Regions from separate parts of the Mus musculus genome. Here all the other regions are linked to region 3. A link is a contact called in public Hi-C, HiChIP or PLAC-seq and promoter capture Hi-C data. All regions are on one chromosome and are shown on one strand. Each heading gives the region's core, a stretch centred on a gene start, on an enhancer-like site or on the middle of the called end of the contact. The rest is flanking DNA. Distances are from core to core; before and after follow the strand shown.

What was found. Promoter capture Hi-C pulls out the DNA fragments that hold promoters and counts their contacts. A called contact is a pair of places that touch in the nucleus more often than the background predicts. HiChIP or PLAC-seq counts read pairs in DNA pulled down with a chosen protein or histone mark.
Region 1: a contact with region 3 is called in a promoter capture Hi-C map of embryonic stem cells. The contact joins the enhancer-like site here to the promoter of Sema5b in region 3. A contact is called at or near these places in 11 of 39 promoter capture datasets (the 3T3-L1 cell line, the C10 cell line, the HPC-7 cell line and 5 more) and 1 of 115 datasets of contacts at active chromatin or transcription factors (embryonic stem cells).
Region 2: a Hi-C map of embryonic stem cells shows a contact between it and region 3, with 3 times the contacts expected there. The contact joins the promoter of Parp14 here to the promoter of Sema5b in region 3. A contact is called at or near these places in 7 of 39 promoter capture datasets (the 3T3-L1 cell line, cranial neural crest, embryonic stem cells and 3 more), 8 of 484 Hi-C or Micro-C datasets (embryonic stem cells and nephron progenitors) and 6 of 115 datasets of contacts at active chromatin or transcription factors (embryonic basal ganglia and embryonic stem cells).
Region 4: an H3K4me3 HiChIP or PLAC-seq map of embryonic stem cells shows a contact between it and region 3, with 5 times the contacts expected there. The contact joins the enhancer-like site here to the promoter of Sema5b in region 3. A contact is called at or near these places in 17 of 39 promoter capture datasets (the 3T3-L1 cell line, 3T3-L1-derived adipocytes, the HPC-7 cell line and 9 more), 1 of 15 datasets of contacts at CTCF or cohesin (embryonic stem cells), 28 of 484 Hi-C or Micro-C datasets (B cells, Sertoli cells, cardiomyocytes and 16 more), 16 of 115 datasets of contacts at active chromatin or transcription factors (embryonic basal ganglia, embryonic forebrain, embryonic hindbrain and 7 more) and 2 of 9 other capture datasets (embryonic stem cells and embryonic tail).
Region 5: a promoter capture Hi-C map of embryonic stem cells shows a contact between it and region 3. The contact joins the promoter of Adcy5 here to the promoter of Sema5b in region 3. A contact is called at or near these places in 20 of 39 promoter capture datasets (the 3T3-L1 cell line, the C10 cell line, the HPC-7 cell line and 10 more), 22 of 484 Hi-C or Micro-C datasets (differentiating embryonic stem cells, embryonic stem cells, stem cell-derived neural progenitor cells and 1 more) and 9 of 115 datasets of contacts at active chromatin or transcription factors (embryonic stem cells and stem cell-derived neural progenitor cells).

The regions. Positions count from the first base shown.
Region 1 is chr16:35,231,062-35,233,761 of GRCm38.p6, reverse strand. All of the region lies in intron 1 of Adcy5 (adenylate cyclase 5), which reads right to left. It overlaps Gm46550 (a long non-coding RNA gene), which reads right to left. Exons shown (of 3, transcript XR_001781915.2): 2 at 1,836-1,838. Among named protein-coding and RNA genes, the nearest start is that of Gm46550, 3.2 kb to the right of the region's middle. Within about 2 kb of position 1,446, at least 25 of the 459 cell types and tissues checked have an H3K27ac peak or open chromatin away from gene starts, as enhancers often do.
Region 2 is chr16:35,870,124-35,872,823 of GRCm38.p6, reverse strand. Parp14 (poly (ADP-ribose) polymerase family, member 14) reads left to right here and starts at 1,442. Exons shown (of 17, transcript NM_001039530.3): 1 at 1,442-1,657. The coding sequence starts at 1,471.
Region 3 is chr16:35,539,957-35,542,656 of GRCm38.p6, reverse strand. It overlaps Sema5b (sema domain, seven thrombospondin repeats (type 1 and type 1-like), transmembrane domain (TM) and short cytoplasmic domain, (semaphorin) 5B), which reads right to left and starts at 1,295. Exons shown (of 22, transcript NM_013661.2): 1 at 1,055-1,295.
Region 4 is chr16:35,112,994-35,115,693 of GRCm38.p6, reverse strand. No RefSeq gene overlaps it. Among named protein-coding and RNA genes, the nearest start is that of Adcy5, 41 kb to the left of the region's middle. Within about 2 kb of position 1,428, at least 2 of the 459 cell types and tissues checked have an H3K27ac peak or open chromatin away from gene starts, as enhancers often do.
Region 5 is chr16:35,153,441-35,156,140 of GRCm38.p6, reverse strand. Adcy5 (adenylate cyclase 5) reads right to left here and starts at 1,277. Exons shown (of 21, transcript NM_001012765.5): 1 at 1-1,277. The coding sequence starts at 42.

The DNA of each region.
Region 1 (2,700 bases), core at 197-2,696, 310 kb after region 3:
CATGGCTAAGAATAGCCATGGCATGGAGAGAGGGAGGGGGGAGAGCAATGAGGAGAGCAAGGCCCCCACAGGGCCGTGCTGTCCACCACAGTAGCCACAAATAGCCATGGGCACTTGGAATTTCTTGTACCTCTGGGTATTTTGTTGTTGCATTTTTTTCTTCTTCTTTAGCTGATGGGAAAGCTAACACTGTGCATGTGGCCCTCCTTATGTTCCTCTTGGATGGCACTGTTACTGAACAAAGAGAAAGCCGGGGGGAGGGACAGAGCATAAGCTGACTTGCAGAATAGTACGACTGGTGGTCCACTGTCGAGACAGAGTGGCCTGCCTCTCTCTCTATCCTTAGGGATCATTTCTGAAGGTCCAGACCCAGCTGTCTGGTTCTGAGCAGTCTTCAGAGGGCAATGTTAATGGCAGCCTCTCTTTGCAGCTCACAGAGCAGCAAGTGAGGTGGCAGAAAGAGGAACTGGTCGTTGGGGGGCTAATGTTTGAGGTTAGACCTCGGGTCTAACCTCATCAGGTGGGGACACACATGTGATGACAGAAGTCTCCAGGTTTATGTAGATACATTACCAAGCTAGACATCAACTTCTCTAGCATGCTGCAAAATGGGAGAATTTCTGGAGGTGCCTGAATTTAAACTCATGGCAGGGAAGGGGCACCTCTCTGAGCAGTGAAGTCTCCTGGAGGCCACTGTGTCTAAGCTTGGATCTGAAAACAATGAACACTGTAGCTCTGGGCAAGTCCCGTTCCATTGTAAATGTCAGCTTCCATGCATATATAGACAGGAAAAGTGGAGGATTAGCCAAGGCCTTCGCCCCCTGGAAAAGTCCACCTGGGCCTCCGACCGCCTAGGAAGGGCACTTTACAGTCTTATCAGTATAAAATACAAGTAAGATGCTACTTATAGGATCCTCTGAAACCCCTAGTTTATCCCTGCCGGCTGGCTCCCCAGGGCACCACTGACTTGTAGCACACTGCACAGCCCACACCCACCTGGCCCATCCTGGATCTGTGGGGAATCCCAGAGGAAGCCAGAGCTCTTCAGAACCAATGCCACGCCAAGGCTCCTGACGACATTGTGGGAACCATGAAGACGGGGCAGTGTGGAAAAGCAAAGACATTCCCACATTAGATAGGGTTTGAAGGAGGCGGCGTGTGAATGAGAAGAGGCTCAGGGGCTGAGAGGCGCCTTGGAAACTCAGCACAGTGGCCTCACCCACCCACCAACGACTACTGCAGCTCCCTGACCTCTGGCAGAAGGAAGAGTTTGCTCTGTGGCCTGGCAAGAAGGTTTGTGGGAGAGAAGTTTATTTATAATCCAAGTGCAATAAAGTTTCTCTCTTCCAAAAAATCTCAACTTGGAGAACAATTATCCTCTCCCAGGCTCGGCTTCCTCCTCCTGCTTCCACCGAGTCAGACAAGCGCTCATTGTTCTGCGTGAGCACTGGTGACAGTTGAGGGGGATGGGGGTGGTGGGGGTGGAGGGAAAGGGTTCAGGGGAGGGAAATGCGGCCGCACCTAAACGCCAACTTCCTGCTTCTACCCTACAGGTGAAAGGCAGCACTTCCAAGCTTTCCCATGCACCCCTAACTTTTTGCCCACCCCAGCCACCTATATCCCTTCCCATCTCCTCACCTCCAGGGATGGCAAAATGTGTTTTCTCATACAGCTCAAGCTAGCTTCAAACTTATTATGTAGCAAAAGACAAATTACTGATTTCCCTCGTCTCTCCCTCCAAGGGCTGGGATGACAGACATGTGTCATCACCCAGAGGCTGTGTAGGCACTGGAGACGCAACCCAGGGCCTCCTGAACTCTAGATAAGGATTCGACCAACTGAGCTATATGCCCAGCCATGGCCAGTCAAAATGTGGGAAGGCTTAAAAGAAAACCACTACAGAGAAAGGGAAACTTCCAGCCAGCCATTCCCATCCAACTGCAAATAGAGGACAGACTGAGGACAGTTTCAGTGAGGGCTGTCCTGGATGAATCCACTGCCTCATGGACAAAGGGGCACCTGGTGTTTCTCATACTAGGCCGTATTGCCAGCTCTGCCAGGTGCTTCAGCAGGGAATTTTGGGTTCTGAGAGTGCCCGAGGTGAGGAGACACAATGGATGGGATGCTATGTTGAGAGCCAGGACATGCCAAGTCCAGCCTTGTGACTTGGGAAAAGCATAAAGCCTCCTGGAAGCCACGTAGCCTGCATTCATCTCTACGGTGGTACTGATGACTCCTGTAACAAGACAGTGTGTACAGGTGTCAGGGGTGCGACACAGCATGGGCTGGGGCTAGCAGTGCTCCTAGTGATTGACCCAGTGAGGAATGGCTGAAGATGCCACCGGGTCTGGCTTGGCTTCTTTCTGTACTAACCCATCATGTCTCCATCATTCTGAACGGAGGCAAACACACAGCGGGTACCAGTAACCCCTTGTCTGCTAAGCCAGGGAATTGAAGGCTAACGGATCCTTACGAGGTCTCAGATATCCCAGCTTACCCATGAAGAACGTCCCAGACCTGCAGTCAGTGTTGCCTGACCCTGATCATGACATGGGGCCCAGAGGGGTTCCCACCTGTGTCAAAACCAAGCAAAAGCTGCTCAGATGAAAATAGTACATACTATGGCCACTAAGGGCTGGAGAAGAAATCTCCATCATCAGAGAGATGAGCCCTAAGACCTGTCTGTATGTCCCTTGAGTG
Region 2 (2,700 bases), core at 193-2,692, 330 kb before region 3:
GTTTTGGAAAGATCTGGGAAAAAAAAAATTGCCAGGCGGTGGTGGCACATGCCTTTAATCCCAGCACCACTGGGAGGCAGAGGCAGTTCGAGGCCAGCCTGGTCTACAAAGTGAGTTCCAGGACAGCCAGGGCTATACAGAGAAACCCTGTCTAGAAAAAAAAAAAAAAAAGGGGGGGGGGAGGGGGGAAGCTCTGAGTGCTGCCTCGGCTTCCTTCCTTTTTTTCAGACCTCGGTCCTCTTCAGACTCCCCATCGTCCCTGTTCTCCATCAGATAGTGTTACCAGGGGCCCCGAGGGGGTCACCATACTCTAGCCCTGGACCGGCAAAGCCTGCTTTAATGCGTATCCCAAATATTCGCTCATCACGCGTTAAGGATATACAGATTCCCAGTCTCTTCTTATCCCGGTCACAGTAGGCGCACCTCACTCCTGTTGCTTGGACCACTCCTGGATGAACTGTTCATATCTTTCGGCCAATCTTGTCTCCAAAGGCAGCTTAGAGGCCATCACGTTCTTCCTAGGAGGGGGAATGGGGGAGGCGGGTGTCGGAGCCCCAAGAGCCCTAGACCAGTAGCGGGACCAGAGCCCTCTCCTGAGCACCCAGGTCAGCCTGGCTTTCTCTCACTCCTGTCGAACTCAGCCACCATGCAGCAGCCTAAGTTATTTTGTGTAAGTGAACCACAAAGCCCCAGAGACCCACCATCTAAGGTCATTTCTTAGTAGTTCTTAGGCTCTCGGGTAGCACGTCCCTTGCCCAGAAGTGCTACCTGATCTTTCCATAATTGGGCTGGGAGCCCATGCTCTTCTGCTCCAACACCTGTGTATTTCTCCCTAGAGTTGTCGACCGTCTCCTGTGTCCCCATACCTGTGTCCCTCCGTTGAACACCCAGAAAGCATGGACGCCAGCACGCGTTCCTCAATACTGGGAGTTTGTAAACACAAAGTATGCACAGATGAGAAAACAGAATTCTGAAGCAGGAAAGTCAGGTCAGATGCCCTCGGGTGGTCCCCCAAGTGAGCAGGGAGCATCCTGAGAGGATCGTTTTCCTTCTCTTATACAGCGTGGGTTTTCAGGTATGCAGAAACTATCCTAGTGATGGAGCAGGGCTCAGCTGTAGCTCAGGTGGAGTGCGGGCGGGGCCCAGCTCTGGAGCTGCTAAGGAGGTGGCCTGGAGGCTAGAGCTCGGGTGGAGGATTGACTGGCTTCTGTTGAGAGCAGGAGAACAAAGTGCCTGGGGGTGGGTGGGTGGTAGCTCTGTGTGTGTGTGTGTGTGTGTGTGTGTTGTTGTTGTTGTTGTTGTTGTTGTTGTTGTTGTTGCACTATTCCAATCCTGGGATAGCGAGGTGAAGATAGAAACTAAGGACGGGGAGGGATTTCCAGGAAATGAAAGCGAAAGAAGTTATCTCAATGTTAAAACTCTGAGCAGTTTTGGACGACCCAGCAGTCGCCGCTTCCTAGTTCAGTCAGGATGGCAGCGTCGGGTTCCTTCCCGCTGCTGGTCGAGGGCTCTTGGGGCCCCGACCCCCCAAAGAACTTGATCAACAAGTTGCAAGTGTACTTCCAGAGCCGGAAGAAATCCGGAGGAGGGGAGTGCGAGGTCGTCCCGGAGCCGGGGAACCCAGCACGCTTCCGGGTGCTCTTCTCCCCGGAGGATGGTGAGGGGCGCGAAGGTCGGGGAGGGTCGCCTCGCGCGGGGTTTGGGACCATGGGTGCCAGGTCTAGCCCTCGGCTGCAGCTCGTTCGGTGCGGGAGATCCTGGAGGCAGAATCTGCGTGGCGAGCGCAACCGGGAGTGGCGTTCCCCTTGCTTTCCCAGTCGCTCCCTGAAGCAATCTGTGGACCTTCCCGTGTTCGTTTGTTTGTTGTTTGGTTGTGAGCCTAGCCTTTCACGGCTGAGCCATCTCTCCAGCCCTTGTTTGTTGTTTTAACTGTCCTGTTTTTATTATTCAGGTGGGGCAGGAAAAGAATTAAGAAACGGGAGGAGTCCAGGGTCCGCTAGCACCGCAGGGTTCTTAGGGAGATGAGCTTGAGAAGTGAAAAGCCCTAGAGCTCTTGTGCCTCAGTGGAGGAGGGAGGGACAGGGCAGGGGTGGGTAATGGGTGGTGGTGTCTTGTTCCTACCTCGTCCTTCAGCCCCAAGATGATCTGAGGTGGCTGTAAGCTTGGAACCCAGGTTGGGATAGGGACTGGGGGTGTTCCCTCATCTCTGGAAGGTTCCTGAACAGTTAAGCAGTTGAATGTTCCCCACCTCTATTGGCCTTCTGCAAAGGAGGCCCAGCCTTCATTTCTCGCTCAGGTGGGTGAATGGAAGTCCCAGATCTGTGACTTCTGGAAAGCCACCATGTGTTAATATCAGAGATTTTGCAGACCAGGGTCATCCTCAGAGTGCAGGATGGAGGGAACATTTGGGCCAGAGGAGAGGAAAGGAGGCTGAGGAGACCGGGCAGTGGGCAAGGTAACAGCCCAGCAAAGACCCAAGAAGGAAAAAAAAAAAAAAAAATGAAAACAAGAGAAAGGTGTAACACAGGGTTTCAGGAAGCCTGGGTAGGAGGGCACAAGAGACCTGCTTAGCTCTGATCCCTTCCGGAAAACACAGGTTTGATTTCACAAGGGAGCCCTCAATGGGCAGCTAGCTAGTAAAGTGAGAATCTCATTTTTCACTTTTCCTAGATCAGTGATTCTCAACCTTCCTAATGCTGC
Region 3 (2,700 bases), core at 46-2,545:
TACTCATGTCTGGCGCAACGGGGCGAGACGACTCAGAACCGGGCCCCGGTAAAGCAACCAGAAGGGATGAGATCGGCGCTTCAGGTGGTCGTCTGGTTCTTTAAAGTTTGAGGCCCGCAACGGAGCCCACATCGTTCTGCCGATCCTCTTCACCTTCGCTTTTTCTCCGCGGGTCCTGCTGCTACTTCTGTCTCCGCTCCCGCCGGCTCGGGTCCCCGGATCCCCTTTCCTGTTCGCATCCCTCCTTGTGCCCAAGCGCAACCCCCCCCCCCATCCCTCCCTCCGCGCTGGATCTCCCGCACGACGTGAGCGGAAAGTGAATGGGCAGCCCCAATCACAAAGACAAATTACCATGAGAAAAATAAATCAGGAAATCGCCCCTTTAGTCCCAGGTTCCCGCCGCCGCACCCGCTTCACTGGCTGAGGCAGGAGCAAGGGGCCCCGGGCTGCTCCATCCAGGGCCTTAGAGGACACTGTGGGCTCCGAAGGGCCCAGTTAAGGCTGGAGTAGCCTAGGGGGTGGAGGGGTCTAGGAAGAATCAGGCGAGGGCCGGGTTGGTGGCGGCGGCATGGGGGACGTCCCTGCGCGGGAGATTTCACACTCTGGGCCGGCCACGCGTTCCCACGCGCCTCGCCGCCCGCACTCTTCCTCTGCCAGGTTTCCCCGCCCGCCCTCTGCTGAACCTCTGTCTCGGCCCAGTCTCCGTTCCTTTGCCCCCTCGCTCCCCCAGCCTTTCCCTGGTCAGTCCCCCTACTCCAGGCCCGCGATCTGGGTCTCCGCCGCGGCTGCAGCCTAGACGCGCTGATCGCAGCCCAGTGGAGCCAGAAGCCAGAGCGAGCGGGTGTCAGGAACGCAGCAGCTCCGGTGGCGCCCCAGCCGAGGTAGCCCCAGACAGCCCCGGGACCCGCGCTCCAGCCCCCTGAAGCCTCCCCAACGTGCCTCCAACTTACCAGCGCCCCCGGACTCCCACCCCTCTACCTATCCTAGTTGCTGAAGTTTGCAACTCACAGCCCCAGCTGGCGAGGGAAAAAGCTCCGGAAGCTCCCGGACTCACCTCCCGGCAGCACGCGCAGGTGCCGGGCTCCCCGCGGCCCTGGGCTCAGGGCGGTGCGGACCACAGCGACGAACCCGAGGGCTGGTGGCCGGTCTGGGAATGGGGCGGCCGAACAGCAAGGCTCCGGACTACGGGTTCAGCGCTCCGCCGCAGTCTCCGACTCCTGTCGGGCCCGGCTGCGCTCCGGCTGCTCCAACAGCCGCTGGATGCGCGGCCGACCGGCGGGGCTCGGCGGAGCTGGGCTCCAGCACCAACCCCCGCGCTCCAACTAGCTCCAGACCCCGCGCGCCGGAGCGAGCCGGGAGGAGGAGAGTGAGGGAGCAGGCGGTGGGGTGGGGGGGAGGCGTGGGGGAGGAGTTGGAAGCCAGAGGAGAGAAGGAGGGGAGCGGGGGAGAAAAGGAGGAGGGGGATGGAGAGGACCTGCGACTGCTGGCGCTTCACCCGCCAGCCCGGAGGAGAGCGGGAGAGCGCGAGGGGGCGCCCTGCATCCCGATTTCGCCCCCTAGCAGAACTCCGGCCCCTAGCTTGCGAGCTATGGGGATGGGTGGACAGAAGCTGCCTCTGTCCTAGGTCTCTAGCCTTTGCCATCTTTTGCTAGGTTTTACCTTACCGTTCTCTGCCATCCCCATCTCAAACCGACCCCAACTTGGAGCCTGAGAAAGCTCTCCCCCCAACACACACCCTGGGGTCCCCAATACCCCAGCCCCTTTAGCTGTGTAGAAACATTTTTCTGCCTGTGGATTTGAAATATGAATGAGAAAAGGACCGCGTACTAAACCCGGGAGATTGTAATCAACTCCAGCAACAGCGAGATGCTAAGCTGCTGGGCTGGACCGAAAAGCCAGAGCTGACCGGTTGCTAGTTAACCTCACAAGCTACAAGATCTTGGGTGAATCTCTCTAAGTCTCAGTTTCCTCGGCTGTAAATTGACGTTAGTGATGTGCACCCTACCGAACCTCGTATGAAGAACCAGCAGGGGATCCAGGGAGTGAAATGGCTTCAGGAACACTGGGAGGGTATCCAAAGAATGTTCAATCCTAGAGGAACGGAGTAATGTCCGCAGCAGAGGGACCCTTAGCGCAGCCACACCAAGCTAGGTGGGATTGTTTCCAAGTTAAGTGATCTAGTGTCGACAGAGAAAGTCGAGGAGCGCAAGCTTCAAATCCTAGATGCTAGGGCTACAAGCACGGATGGAAAGGGAGCCCTCTGCTGAACAGAAGAGGTACTTTAATTATAAAATAAGGTGAGCTAAGGAAGTGAAAAAGTGGGAAAGACAAAGGACCTGAACAATCAAAACAAGAGAAGTGTGCTTCTAAGAGAAAACCAGAGAAAACCGCCAAATAATGCTTTAGGGGAATAAAAACGCTAAGAGTCTCTCTGGAATGCTTTGGAGAATTAGAACCGATTCCAGGTGAAGCACTTCGTGTTACAAAATGAAACCTCGGAAAAATGCAGAAGGATGGAGATAGTGATGGAGGCGGTAGGAGTCCCAGGATGCAGGCAGTAGGAATCCCGGGATGCTTCCCTCCAGTACCTCCAGGGTAGTGGAACAGAAAGGGTGTGCTCTAAGGAAGCCCTTTATGAGGTGCTGTGAAAAGGGAAACAGTACCAGACCTCAGAGAGATAGTCTTTCTAGGGCAACAGAA
Region 4 (2,700 bases), core at 179-2,678, 430 kb after region 3:
AGGGGGCTAGGAGAGGGGCAGTGTTAGTCTCTCAGCAGCCAGCTTCCACGGACTGATTTATCATTTTACTTAATTTTGTATGTACGTGTGTGCTTGTGCCAGAGGTTGGCATGGGGGGGGGGGTCTCCTCACCTGTCCTTCATTTTCTTTTCTTTCTTTCTTTCTTTCTTTCTTTCTTTCTTTCTTTCTTTCTTTCTTTCTTTCTTTCTTTCTTTCTTTCTTTCTTTTAGATGAAGTCTTTCATTAAACCAGGAGCTGTCTGATTGAGTGCCAGTGTGGCCTAGGGAGCCTGCCTCTGACTCCCCTGTACTGAGACTATAGGGAACTCCAACAGGCCTGATGCCTTTGTTGTTCTTGTAGGTTTGGTTGTTGTTGTTTTTTTTTTTTTAAGTGGGTGCAGAGCTCCAGTTCCCATGCTTATTCAGCAAACACTTTGTCAGTTTGAACCACCTCCCTACACCTTTCTTTAAAATAAAAAAAAAAAATTGTTTATTTGTATGTGTTTGCCTGCACACATGTATGGGCCCCACATGTATGCCTGGTGCCAACAGAGGCCAGCAGAGGGGTTTCCTGAGACTAGAGTCACATTAGGTTGTAAGATGCCGTGTGGGTTCTGGGAACCAAACCCAAATTCTCCTCGGGAACAGCCTCTGCTCTTAACTGCTGAGCCATCTCTCCAGCCTGCTTTCTTTATTTCTTTAAGATAACATTTTACTATATGCCCCGGATGTTGAACTCCTAGGCTAAAATGACCTGGGACTATGGGTACAAGTCACCAACTAGGCTTCAGGACCTCTGAGAGGCTGCCCATGTCATTCATGTAGAATGAAGCTTCATTCCAGGAATGGGGGTGAGGGTGGGGAGACAGCACAGTGGAGGGAGAGAACTGTGAGCGTTGGGGCCTGTGGGTCTGCAACACACTGCCTTTCTCAGGTTTTTCCTAGAATCTAGAACCTGATTCCAGTCAAAACATCTTTTCACCTCCTGCCTGTGTACCCAGCTAGCTGCAGTGGCAGGCAGGCATCATAATGCAACACAGGCCTGGGAAGGGTCCTCTATCAGAGAGCCCACAGTCTGCACAGGAAGTTGAGGAGAGACAGCGGTGGGGTCAGTGATCTGAAATAGGTATGCTCGTGTAATTTAGAAACTAAACACCCTGCAGGAGACTCGCCAGAACACCCACCGTTTATCTGATTTTAAAGTAGATTGGGTCTTTGGCTTCATGTTGCATTCTGGCAACTTTACCACTGTGGGGTGCTTGGGAGAAATGCCAGCACTGGTCTTGGACCACTTCAAGGGGCAAGGCCACAGCCGACAGCGGAAGATGGGAAAGGGTTATCTGGGTGCAGAGAGAGTGAATATCATCCCTTGAGGGATTGTGGGAAAACAGGCCAAGTGAGAATAGGACATGGGAACAGTGCAAGGCTTCTTGAATGTAGGAAGCAGAGGTGCTGGGGACAGAAGCGGGCACAGGGCACAGGTGGGTCCTGGCTGTGTTCAGGGGTCTCTTCTTCACCTTATCAGCAACAGTCACAAGGACGTATTTGTATTTTCAAAAAGCTCTGTGGGCAATGGTGGTGGTGGGGAGCAGGAGAGCTCAGAGGCCTCTATTGTCTTCTCATTGAGAGGGAGTGGTCCAGACAGCATCGATGTTGGCTTAGACAGGGAGGAGTCAGTGAGGAAGCAGATAGACTCAGTGGATCCCCAGGAGGTAATATCAACAGGATTTAACAACGGAGTAAAGTAAGGATGGGTGAGGACCCAGAAGAGAGGAGATGGCTCTAGGGCTTGCCTTGTGTGGTTGTCTGATGGAGGCCATTCAGAGGGGAGAAGGGGAACAGAGGGGGGCTGTAGGGGATGATGGTTTGTGCCAGGTAAGGGAAGGAGAGGAGTTTCAGTTTGGAAGGGTGAATAGACGGTTATGGATTCCCTGTGGAGGTTAGAGAGGCATACAGATGGAGCTCAAAGTCTGAGATCTGTTCCCCATCTTAGTACCTGCTCCAGCGGCCTCCAGGACCTGAGTGGTCAGTGGCAGGCTGAGTGGCAGGCTTTATACAGACAGCACTGGGCTGAGAACTTGCTCCTTCCCTTAGCATCAGATCCAACACGGGAAGTCTTCCCTGGGTGTCAGCAAGGCCTCATGGGGAATGTCCACTCCCGACGCCTTGCCTTTTGAAGACTAAATGGTGTCTTTCAGTTTTAAGTTGTTGGCAATTGATTAAAAAAAAAAAAAAAAATGGCAAGTGTCCAGTAGAACCTTTCCCCAGGCTAGATCTGCTCTGGCCCTGCTGGCCAGAGTTCTTGGGTTAGAATGAGACTCGAAGCTGAGTCAGAACCTCCAAGATCAAGAGTCCTACAATGTTCTTCAAAATTCTCCATAAGAGGGCCAGGGAGATGGCTTCTCAGGTAAAGGCACTGGCTGCTGCCAATCAGGACAGCCTGAGTTCAATTCCCAGAACCCACACGGGGCAAGGAGAGAAAGGATTACCCCAGTCCTCCTGACTTCCACAAGCATGCTGTGGACACACCCACTGTCGAACTCCACATGGCCCTACAAATACAACCACGGACAGGAGTGAGCAAAACATGGGCTGCAGGTGTAAGCAGGAGCAGGGTGGACTCATGCATTCTTCTTGAGGCATACCCTGGTGTGTGAGAAAGTGAGTTAGGAAGGAGACGGAAGACAATGGCCTAGAAAAC
Region 5 (2,700 bases), core at 28-2,527, 390 kb after region 3:
TGCAGCGTAGCCCGGGGGGCTCACGCTTTTGGAGCCGGACATCCCCCCCTCGGCCTCGTCGTCTTCTTCCTCTTCCCCCGGGGGCCGGGCCGGGGGTCTCCAAGGAGAGGGCGGACAGCCAAGCAGGGGGACCAGGCTAGGGTCACACGTCGAGGGAGGCCCGGGGCCCTGCGCAGCAGCGGGACATCGTGGCACCCCCGTCCTGAGCGGTGGAGGACAACGGGAAGGCTAGCGGGGAGACAGCGCAGCCCCGAGGTGAGAAGTAGCTACGAATTAGAGTCCAGAGTCCCAGGTCCGAGACGGAGTTGGCTCCGAGCGGTGGCAGTGGGGACAGCTCTGACTGCTGCGCCGGACGCAGAGATGTCCGGACTCCTGGCTCGCGTCGAGCTCAGGCTGGGAGTTGAGGAGCAGGCGGGACGGAGAGGTGTCCTTGCGGGCGGCGCCTCTCCGAAGCTGGCAGTTCCCGGGCGCGGCGCTCGTGGCTTTTGCCTAAGCCGAGAGCAGCGACTCTCCCAGCAAGGTGGCGGCGAGGGCGGCTCGGCAGGGGTCCCGGCACGGAGACGCAGCGGGTGCCCTTTGCTCGCAGCGCACTGGGAGCGACTGGGAGGTGCAGGCTCCTGCCAGCATTATTTTCTTACGAGGGGTGGGGAGGTGGGATGGGGGGTGGAGAGGACGGGGGAGGGGGCGGCGGGCGGAGCAAGAGCTCCGGAGCCCCGGGGAGGAGGGTCCTGGAGCCCGGGGGGGCCGTCGCCCGCATCCCCCACCTCCGGAGGCGCGAGTGGGAGCGTGGCCCCCGCGAAAGGCGAACAGAGCCTCCGGCGTGCCCGCGCAGGGGGCGGGGGCGAGGACCGGCTCCTGCGGTGCGGCCCTTCCCCTCTCGTCTCCTCCTGTCCCCCAGACCCAGCAGGCCGGCCCGTTCCGGCAGGTCCCGAGGGTTGAGTCGCTAGCTCCGCAAGCCCTGGGTTCCTCGTTGCCGGCGGCTGGCCCACCGTAGCCGAGCGCAGAACCACTACGCGGAGGGCGGAATCCGGCGCAGCGCCGCCGCCGTTCTGCCCCAACGCAGGCGGGCTTCTCCCGGGGACCACGGCATCCAGCGATGGAGGGCTGCGGCTCAACAGCAGCCGGCCGATAAGGGCCGGCCGAAGAGCCGCGGCGCCCCGGGGGCGCTCCCGAGGGGCCCGAGGGAGCCCGGCTCCGGGCGCGCCATGCACGCCTCGGGCCCTGCGCCGCTCCGGCCGCTCGCGCCGCTCCTCCCTTCTCGCCCGCTCGCCGCCGCCGCCGCCGGAGCGCCCTCCGCATCCCCTCCTCCCGCCGCCTCCCCGCCCCCCGCGCCGCTCGGGCCTCGGCTCACAGCGGCGTGCGGCCGCCTCCGCCCTCTGCCCTGCCGCCGCCCGCGTCCTGGCCCCGGCACCCCGCGAACATACTCAAGCCGGGCCCGGGAGCCGCAGGGACCCCCGCTCCCCTTCCTCACCTATATTTTCACTGCGCCCCTCCCTCCCTGGTGCCTGGAGCCGGGTCAACGGGCGGATCCCTCGTCGGACCTGGGTAGCGGGCAATCCACCCCCGATCGGGTCCTGCGACCCCAGTCCTATCTCCCCTCTTTTTATTACCCTTTTCTCCCCCACCCCCATTCAGCCCAACTTCAGCTACGGTGCTGCTCCCCCCTTCTCTGGTCCGGCTCTATTGGCCGCTTCCAGAGCTGTCAGACTCGAGTCCGGCGCTCTTATTGGGCGATTCTGTGGCCCGGCGACGGTGCCAACGGAGGGCGCGCCGGGTGGGGGGCGCCCCGACCGCTACTGCCGCAGGGAACTGGAGACAGAGTCCCTAGAGAGGACGGAGGGACCCAGAGCCAGACCCGGAAATGAACTAGGGAGATGCAGAGACTGAGGATGTCTGGGGCACAGAAAGACAGCGATGGAAAAGATGGAGTTGCTAGCAGTGGGTGAGGCCGATGCAGCCAGGGTGGGGCGAGCAGGACCACTTTGGAGCATAGTTACTAAGAGGAAACACCACTGACAGCTGTGGGAACACCTGGCGTTTATAAGGAGCCCTTTGCCTGTTCATGTGTTTTAAATCCCATGTGGTTCTAGTAACAGCCATGGGCTCGGATGGGGGACAGGGCCTGTGTAGCTATTTCCTATTTGCAAATGTGGAAACTGAGGCTCTAAGAACTTAGCCAACTTGGAATACACCACACAGGTCTCCTAACCCACAATCCAAAGATCTTTTCTTCAGTGCTACGCTGGCTTCCACACCTACCCAGATGCTCCCACAGGCAAGCTAGTCTCCTTGCCAGTCAGGGAAGCAAAAATGACCCTTCTGGGAACTCCTGAATAAAGGCAAGGGTAGACAAGAGTAGACAGCTGAGTAGAAGATCTGGGTCTGTCTGCCTCTTCAGCTCCCTTGACCCCCTAAGCTGTCCTAACCGGAGTTCTGGCAGTTTTGCTTGGGGAGGGTGACTTGTATGCTGTCAGCCCCTTCATCCTTCTGCCGTCCTCCAAAGTTGACAAGAAGCCTAGAGGTCCACATCCTCCTCCACTGCTCATCTCCTTGGCAACTGAAGATAAACCTTGCCAGAGCTGCAAACCGGGAGGAGAGAAAAAAAGAATTCCAAGGGATCTGCGTAAACGGGATCTTGAGTAATCCTCCAGCCTTTGAGTAATCTATGGTTGGCTAAGTAGTAAAAGCAACACGAACCTA